2 separate regions of the Mus musculus genome follow, and region 1 is linked to region 2. A link is a contact called in public Hi-C data. All regions are on one chromosome and are shown on one strand. The core of a region is the stretch at or near the end of the contact, and the rest is flanking DNA. Distances in the headings are between cores, read along the strand shown.

Region 1 (4,565 bases), core at 668-3,167, 50 kb after region 2:
CTACAGATCTGAAATCAAGGTGACAGATGTTAGGGCTGGTTTCTTCTGCCAGTTCTGAAGACTCTTCCAATGGAATCTTTGGACATCTCCTTGATATGTTTCTTCACTGTATTTCCTCGGCTGCTCCTACTTTTCTTCTTCCTCCTCTTCCTTCTTCCTCTCTCTCTCTCTCTCTCTCTCTCTCTCTCTCTCTCTCCCCGTCTCTCTCTGTCTCTCTGTCTCTGTCTCTGTCTCTGTCTCTCTCTCTCTCTCTCTCTCTCTCTCACACACACACACACACACACACACACACACACACACACACATTCATAACAATGACCGTAATGTTGGATAGTGACCCGATCCTTTATGATCTCATGAACATGTGACAACCATAATCACCCTATTTCCATTAGGGCCTCATGGTCAAGACATCCATTTATGAATTTTGAGAGATGCCTAGAACTTTAACAACAAAATTTAGTCATGCACTGCCCAACACTGATCACGTATCTTTGTTGACAAATCTTTCCAGAGTGTGAAAGTAAGGAAGGAAATGAAAATCTTGGGCTTCACTGTCTGTGCAATAGCTTTTAGATGTCTCCTACAGGTAGTAAATTCCTTTCTTGTATGCCGGGTGTGGTGGCTCACACCTTTAATCCCAGCACTCAGGAGGCAGAGGCAGGCGGATTTCTGAGTTCGAGGCCAGCCTGGTCTACAAAGTGAGTTCCAGGACAGCCAGGGCTACACAGAGAAACCCTGCCTCGAAAAAACAAAACAAAACAAACAAACAACAACAAAAAACAAATTCCTTTCTTGTACAATGAATGCGGAGTTGGAGGTGACATTTATAAGAGTCACTGGAAGCCTAAACAATCTGCCTGCTTTCAGCTGGAGGTTAATGTCACAGATAAACTCAGAAAACAAAGAACATGAAGAACATGACAAAAACTCCATGATGCTTACGGATGCAAAGCTTTTATAGAAAAACTAGAAATCAATGAAAATGTTAATACCTGCATGTGGAAGTCAGAGAACAGCTCTGAGAGTGAGTCCTGTCCTTCTACCTTCTTTTGTAGGTAGGGTCTCTCTGTGTTTCTACTGCTCCCCAAAGTCTTTCTATAAAGGATGGATTTCTCCGGATTTTGCTTTTGTTGCCCCTCCCCCACCATTTGCTTTCTTGATCTCATTAGCAAAAGGAAAAAAAAATTCCTATTGCATTCGTTTACATTTTGAGCCACCATGGGGGAGAACAGCAGTGCCTACTACCTGGGATCTTGTTCTTGTCTGGAGCCTTTAGGCCAGTGATTATCAACCCTTGGGACACGACCCCTTTGAGTGTTGAATGACACTTTCATAAGGGTCATTTATGACCAAGAGAAAACACAGGGATCTACATTATGATCTATAACAGCATCAACATTATAGTTATGAAATAGCAACAAAAATAATTTAATGGTTGGGGTCATCACAACATGAGGAAGTATATTAAAGGCTCGAAGCACTATGAAAGTTGGGCACTATTGGGCCTTCCTGTGCTTTAGAGAGCATAGCAGAACAATTCATGTCACCTCTCACCAACTCACAGTTTCTCCTAAGTGCAAAAGGGCTTCCTAGATTGTTCAGTCTGCCTGGAGAAGCAATAAGACCATCCCAGACCATCGTGGGACGCTCTTTCACTTACAGCCACAGTCACTCTCTCCTTGTCTTAGAGGGAAGCTGGATGCAAAGAAGACAACCCTGAGTTTCATCACTAGAAGGAGATGAAAACTGAGAAGGGACAAAATAGAAACTGTGCTCCACCACTGCTAATCAGCAGGCATGCTGGCTCCCTTCCTCATGCCAAGCCGAGTTTTCTGTTCTCAGCTCCTCTTACCTCACCCACCAGGCACCAGCTCTCCTTCTGTTTGAGAGCCACAGCATTTTAATTTTGTCAGTTTGAGCCATCCCACCCAAATCCTATGGCACTCGCACAGGGTGGCACCTTCTTTGCACCTACTCCATGGGATGAAGAGCCTGGCACCAGCCCTGACACTCACGATGGCTCTGCCCATACCTGCAGTCACAGGTACAGGTGCAACAGTTAATGTCTGGCTATACTTTCTGAAAGGCAAATGAGATGCATCTCCTTCCTTTTTAATGCTCACCATTAATATTTTTGAAAAGAAAATGGAGAAAACTTTCAGCATCCCCGACAGTGTGTTCCGTGAGTTTCCTGGTGGGAGGTGATGAAGGCATTTTTTAACTGACTAAAAATGGTTAGCCACAACACCATGAAAATATCCCAGAATGTTTTAAAATGAAGGGGAAAAAAATCCTCTGCCATGGAAATAGCAGTTGAGAGGGGATACAGGGGCTGCTGGCAGCTCTGAGTGGCTGATTTTATTTTCTCTAGACCTCTTTAGTGATTTCCATGCCAATTTCCACCTACTTCAAAAAAAAAAAATCTAGCCTCCCAAAGTCCAGAGGGGGGAAAAAGTATGGGCCATTTGTTATTTTGGACACAGATGATTCCAGCGGAGGTAGAACATTAAAATGTTTCAAGAAGCACAGCCTTTGAACTGCCTCTATAGTTCTCATCTGTCACCAACTCTTCCCAGTTGTGAACCCTCTCCATCGAGAGCAGAACCCTTTGGTGGCTCTGTATGCTTCAGTGAGTCCTCCCAGGGTACCTTTTTTAAGTGGTGGGATTTAGCCAAGGCTTGTTACTAATGCTTAACAACTACTTATACCACAGACAGATCTAAGCTTCAAATTATGGCAGACAACACCATTTTAAAATCTTCCACCATTTTCAACTTCCCTGCCTCAAAGATGCCCACTGCTTTGTTCTGTATTACTGGCTGGAGAGGTTGGTGTGAGTGGCAGGGATCAATACCATACTTGTTACCGTGCTTTGAGTCCCTTAAGGGAACAACATCAGATCGTATGTCTGGAGGGCAAAGGCAGCTAAAGGTAATTTGCATACGACAAATGGAAGCGTGAGGGAGATTTCAGCATTACTATCTATTCCTTCAAATAGCACTGGGTGCACTTGTGGCTCTGGTTGTTAACGGCTTGAGCTATTGTATTGACTTGAATTTCAATAGTGAGAGTTTCTGCTACTCTACCCTTTCTCCTAGTCGTTCTCCACTTAGGTCCCCCTGAGGAAGCCTATTCTAGGTCTTCTCCTCCAATCTCTCCACATGCTCTTAGGGAGGACACTCTTCTTTCATTAGCTCAAGATCCCTCTTACTGAGGGATCTCTTGGAGGAGCCTGTAACCTTGACTTGGAAACGGAGGGTGTCAAGAGCTGAAAGAGATAGCAGGGGAAGGAAGGAATGTGAAATTCAGCCCAAACTGGGAGAATAGAAAGGGGGAGAAAACAGTACATTATCTCTTCTAGACTCACAGGTCAGCATTTCCACCTTTGTGCTGGGACTAAATTACAGTGGAATGGCACAGAAGAGCCAAGCACATATGCAAGTTTAGGCACCAGTAGATTCTCTTGGTCTTCTCCCTCACGGTTAGTTTGCCAGGAAGATCTTCTTTGAAATGCACAGGGATTTGATTTATAGAGAACTACTAACTGTGTATTTCTGTTATACTAGCCGAGATGGACCTTTAAAACTCAAACATAGATCTCTGCTGCCTCTGCAATGCATATACAGCCAACCAGATCCATTTTACCAGATCTTATTTTGTTTGTTTGGTTGGTTAGTTGGTTTTGATTTTTCCAGACAGGATTTCTCTGTGTAGCCCTGGTTGTCCTGGAACTCACTCTGTAGACCAGGCTGCCCTAGAACCCAGAAATCCACCTGCCTCTTCCTCCCAAGTGCTGGGATTAAAGGTGTGCACCACCACTGCCAGGCTCAGATCTTGGTTTCATTTGATCATTTCTGAACTGTTTGAGAACAGAAACACACTCCTGTTTGCTTGGGCTTTTTAGTTTGGTTTGCCTGGACAACTAATGGAAGGATTTGTGGGTTTTGCTTTGAGGTGTTATGTGCCTTTCTCCTCCAGCTACCCTCTGTGAGAACCTAAATGAGCCTCTTCTGGAGCGCATCTGAGCTGTCAGGGACTGTTCTTTTTGAGTCGGTTTGAAGTGATGCTGGACATCTGTTCCCTCCATCTAATGCGAGGCTAATTGCTTTACACTATGGCTAAGTAGCCATTATACTACATTCTTGGTCTCTGATGCTTATCTTTGATGACTCTACTCACTCCTCAAATATCAGATTTCCTAAATCATTTAATTCCCCATCAAAAAGAGGGGAGAAGCAGATATTATCTCCTCTCATTTTGGATAAGGAGCTAACAAGACACGGGTGTACAATGATTTATGAGGTTTGGAGGACGGACTACATCTGCAGACATTGAGCTGGATCGTTTCATCGTGTCCTCAAGTATTTTATTTAAATGATCATTGATATCATGCCTGGGCACCTACATTCTTGTCTTGATTGTGTGATTCCTTTGCAGTTTGACTCTTGGATGTGAAGGAATCCCTCTATCTCTTGGAGCTTTTTCTTATCTATCAAAAGAATGAGCTGGACAAGATCTGCAAGAGTTATTCCTCAAGAGTTTCCAGCATCTGGGTTTAATGA
Region 2 (4,190 bases), core at 394-2,893:
GATTACACTTTTAGGTAGTTAGAAGTGTATTTTCTCCCTGCGGCTACAAGAACAAAGATGCTTCGGTTTTGCACTGACTTGACTCTAACAAAGGCAAAGTAGTCCTGGCCCGCACTGCAAGCCAGTGTTCCTTGTGGCACCACCTACCAGCTCTGAAGAGCAGGTCCTGATTCAGGCTCATATGAGGCTATTTTGCAGCCAATGCAAAGCCAGGCAAGGCAGCTGTGATCAAGTAGGCTAGGATTAGGAAGGGCCTCTGCCGCGCTGCCCTGGAGATAGTGGGTGGTGAAAGGGCTGAGCTCTGACCCGGCAACTTCCCGGACCACTTTCTTGTTCCTTTTCCTACTCCAAGAGTGGGGGTTCCTGTGTTTGCATGCCAGCTGCTATACTGTTACAGTGTAAATGCAACTTTTTCTGTTCCCAGCAGTTCTTCCTTTGGAAACTAACTGGAGTGTAAAGTGACTATTGAGTTTCACCGCCCAAAGCCTCTCAAAGGCCATGCCATTACATGCGCGCGGCAGAGTGCTGTCTGAGCCCTGGGCAGCCTTGTCTGAGACTCGCTCTTGGGGTCCTTCCATCCTCCCCGGAATGCTGGTCTATCTCCTCTGAATCTGGAGCCCTGACACGCCCATTTCGGGCTTCTGAAACCTTCTACATTCTCAGAAAAAGGCTGGAAGCGACTCTAAACTGCAGATAATGCCACAGACCAGGGATTCCCGGCCTGCTGTAAGACAGTTGCTGCAAGTTCACGAGTTGGCCCCGGGGCCAAGATCCCAGTTTCTCGCCCCTCGAGGGTTATGCTCTCAATTGCACGCGCCGAGCACGGTTCTGGCACCCTAAAACTACCTTGTCTGGGCTGCAAGGCGCTCTCCTCTGCGTATGACCCCCGCCTTTCCAGCATGTCACAGAGTCCCCCTCGCTTTAGCCCGGGGAGCCGGGTTGCCGCACCCTTCCTCCGCGGGCTCCCACCCCCATTTCCGGGGTCTCCTCCCTCTTGTCAGCACCTTCTCCGCCCTCCCCACTGCCTGCCCGCGCTCACCTGGTTGTTTTTGCAGAGATCAGCCCACATGCTGGTGCCGTCCCCTCCGCGCATCAGGACGTGGTAGGTGAAGAAGTAGATACCCGGTATGGAGCAGGTGAACTTGCCCGTGGTGGGATCATAGTGGTTTCCGAGATTGGTTACCACGTCGTCGAACTTGAGCACCTCGTAGCCTTCGTGCTGCCGTTTGAGGCCAGCGTAAAAGGCGATCTTGGGCACCGTGCTATAGGTGGCTGCACTGATAGCCCCGGCCGCGTTCAGGCCGGGCGCCCCAGGCGGGCCGGGCAAGCCTTGGCGACCCGGCTCTCCCTTCTCGCCCGGGGGCCCCACGGGGCCCGGCGGTCCGGGCTCTCCCGGGGGCCCACGCGGGCCTGCCTTCCCCGGCCTACCGGCCTCGCCTTTGGGACCCTGGATGAAAGTGGGCAGGGACTGCATAAGGCCCCGGTCCGGAGTGGCGGCGGTGCTGGGAGCCTTGGTGCCCCCATAGGGGTCGCAGACCATGCGGCAGGTGCCCAGCATCTCGTAGTGAGCCGACGTGCCGGCCGAGCTCACCAGCACCGGGATGAGGATGACCAGCAGAAGCACCATCACCACCCCCAGCGCCCCGGCGGCGATCAGGCGCCTCCTGCTGCCCACGAGCCGGCTCAGCGCGGGCCGATCCTCTTGTCTGCTTTTGGACAAAATTTTGAAGGTTGGGCGGGGACCTCTTCAGAGCCGAAAACAATCCCCCTTCGAACCCCAACTCCCCTGGGCGGGCGCGCGCCGGTCGCTCTTGACCGGCTCCTGCTCCCCCCCGCTGAGGCTGCGGCTAGGGAGGGAGCTGGGGCGCCAAGTGACTTGAACTGAAGTCCCGAGCTGGGGGTGGGGGTTGGGGGGAGGGGTGCTCAGGGCGCCCTCTCGCCTCCTGCCAGCCCCTTCGCACCTGTGGCTGCGGCGGGTGCCGGAGCGGCCACCCGGAGGGCAAAGCCAGCTGCCGCCTGCTGCGCTCGTCCGGAGCAGCTCACACTTTTATGCCGCTGCTGCCCGTGATCGACTTTTCCTTTTTTGCAGACTGCGCCAGTTCTCACCAACTTTCTGTCTGAAGTTGCCCTTTTTTTTTTTTCTGCTTCTTGCTTTTCTTTTGTTGGCTTGGTTCGTCTGTCCTTGTCTCTTTTTTTTTTCTTTCTTTCTTTCTTTCTTTTTCTCCTGCAACTCCAACAGAAACGCACCCCCCAACCCTAGAGGGCTGCGGTTGCTTGGGGTCGGGAGGCCCCTGAGATGCGCGGAGCAATGGCAATTCGCAGGATCCGCGGCTCAGAGAAGCTCAGGGACAGAGGAGATAGGAGCTAGCCAGCAGCATCGAGAGCCTCGCCGCCGAAAAGCTGAACGAGAGAGCTGAACGCAGAATTCTGCCTGGGTACCACCTGCCAGGAGAAGAGGAGGCTGACAAACGCGCGCCGGAGCAATTTATAGGAACCCAAGGCACAGAGGAAGGGGAGCCGCTTTGGCATCTCTCTGCAGCATCTGCTCTGCTCATCCCACTCACACAGAGTTTGGCATTACTCTGACAATGTGGGATTTTTTTTTTTCGGCCTCTCCCCCCTCTCAGCAAGGGATGAACAGTGAAACCCTGAATACTTCCTTGTCTAGCCCAGACGATGGCAGCGCCCTAGCTGGTCATACTAGGGGGAGGGAGACAGCTGCGCAACTGCTCTCAGGACTCAAGGGTCACACCTAAATCTATTTCCCCAGTGCCAACAGCTCTTGTTGGAGGTGGAAGTGAAGGTTGAAAGGAGGGAGGTTTGATGACAACATTTCTCCTCTGGCTCATCCACAATCAGTGCTTCAGGTGTTTTTCAAAATGCCACTTTTAACATAAGGAGGGCTCTCTCCAATTTTCCAGACAGTAGATGTGCGTGCTTTTTTTTTTAACCTTAGCATTTGCTTCCATAGCCTTCTAGATGAAATAAGATGAGAACAGTGACGTGTACTTAAAAACCAAAGGACATTTCTTGATTTAAATGAACTTGCCCACCGCCCAAAAGGAGGAGGGCTGGTTCTTTTCACAAGTGCCAAGGGCTTGAGCATGCATGTGCATTTGACTCAGAGGCTTCCAGTTGCAGAGCCCTTCAGGAGACACCATCATTGGACTTGAAGTTGCATTTGCTTAAAAATGCAGCGTGCAGGAGAAGTCATCCCTTGTCCAAAGGCCTTTGAAGGTCTTACAATAAAGCAAGTGGTATTTGCGAAAGTGCTGGTTTTCATGAGACAGAGTTCTTTCTGTAGGTACCATAGCAGATTTCCCAGATATGCATTAGGGGAGGGAAAATAGGGAAATTATGACAAAGAACAGCCACCACCCCTAACAGTGGAAGAGCTGGAAGAAGAAACCACTTGAATTTAGAATACTAATAGAGGGGCCCCAGAGTGAGTATTAGGGGAGTTACCCCACTGGCAAATACATTTGACATATAAGAAGGGTTTAAATAAGTAAGTAGAATTGGTTTCCTAAATCACACTTTTGCATTCAGGAGCAATAGATGTCAATCAAACGTGGATGACATTTACTTGTCAATACGGAACGATGGCTGGGAAGACAGTTACTTATTACAACGGGGTGAGAATCTGAAATAAGGAGCAGGAACAAATAATAATATAACAAGCAAGTAGTACATGCTAGGTAACTATCAGCAGACTCTGGTCTTGCCTGTAGGCTCCACAGCAAGGTATCTCCTTCAAGATTCCACAGCCCCTCTGCACTGTGCCCCATCCCAACAGTTAAGTTCCTTCTCTGATTCAAAGCAAAGTCAAGTGGGCAGACATAGAAACCTTCATTGGCTTCCTGGAGAGGAATGTCAGCAACTGAGAGAGAGTCAACACTAAGGAAGTGGGGCTCTAGCCACTGGTAATGAGGAATGACCCCTCCGTCCCTCAAAACCTTAGCTTTTGTTTTAGGATACATTTGACACATATATTCTGTACAGTTTTGCTCATGTGAACTACCTGGTTTCTGTATTTTTCCCCCCACTGGCTAGCATGGAGAACAAACATTCCAGATCATAATATCAACACCTACCTTTCTAACACCTTCTGAGTTATTTCTCAGAGAACTTTCTCTGAGGTGAGAAAATGGTAAGCTTGTGATGTCCATAATGGAAGGAAATATACTAAT

What was found. Hi-C and Micro-C count contacts between places; a contact is called where the count stands out from the background.
Region 1: a contact with region 2 is called in a Hi-C map of cortical neurons, with 1.9 times the contacts expected there. The contact joins the enhancer-like site here to the promoter of C1ql3 in region 2. A contact is called at or near these places in 2 of 484 Hi-C or Micro-C datasets (cerebral cortex and cortical neurons), 2 of 115 datasets of contacts at active chromatin or transcription factors (embryonic stem cells and neural progenitor cells) and 2 of 9 other capture datasets (adipose tissue and pancreatic islet).

The regions. Positions count from the first base shown.
Region 1 is chr2:13,058,739-13,063,303 of GRCm38.p6, forward strand. No RefSeq gene overlaps it. Among named protein-coding and RNA genes, the nearest start is that of C1ql3, 50 kb to the left of the region's middle. Within about 2 kb of position 1,918, at least 3 of the 459 cell types and tissues checked have an H3K27ac peak or open chromatin away from gene starts, as enhancers often do. A contact at or near this core is called in cortical neurons, where this site is marked.
Region 2 is chr2:13,009,221-13,013,410 of GRCm38.p6, forward strand. C1ql3 (C1q-like 3) reads right to left here and starts at 1,644. Exons shown (of 2, transcript NM_153155.2): 1 at 1,040-1,644. The coding sequence starts at 1,627.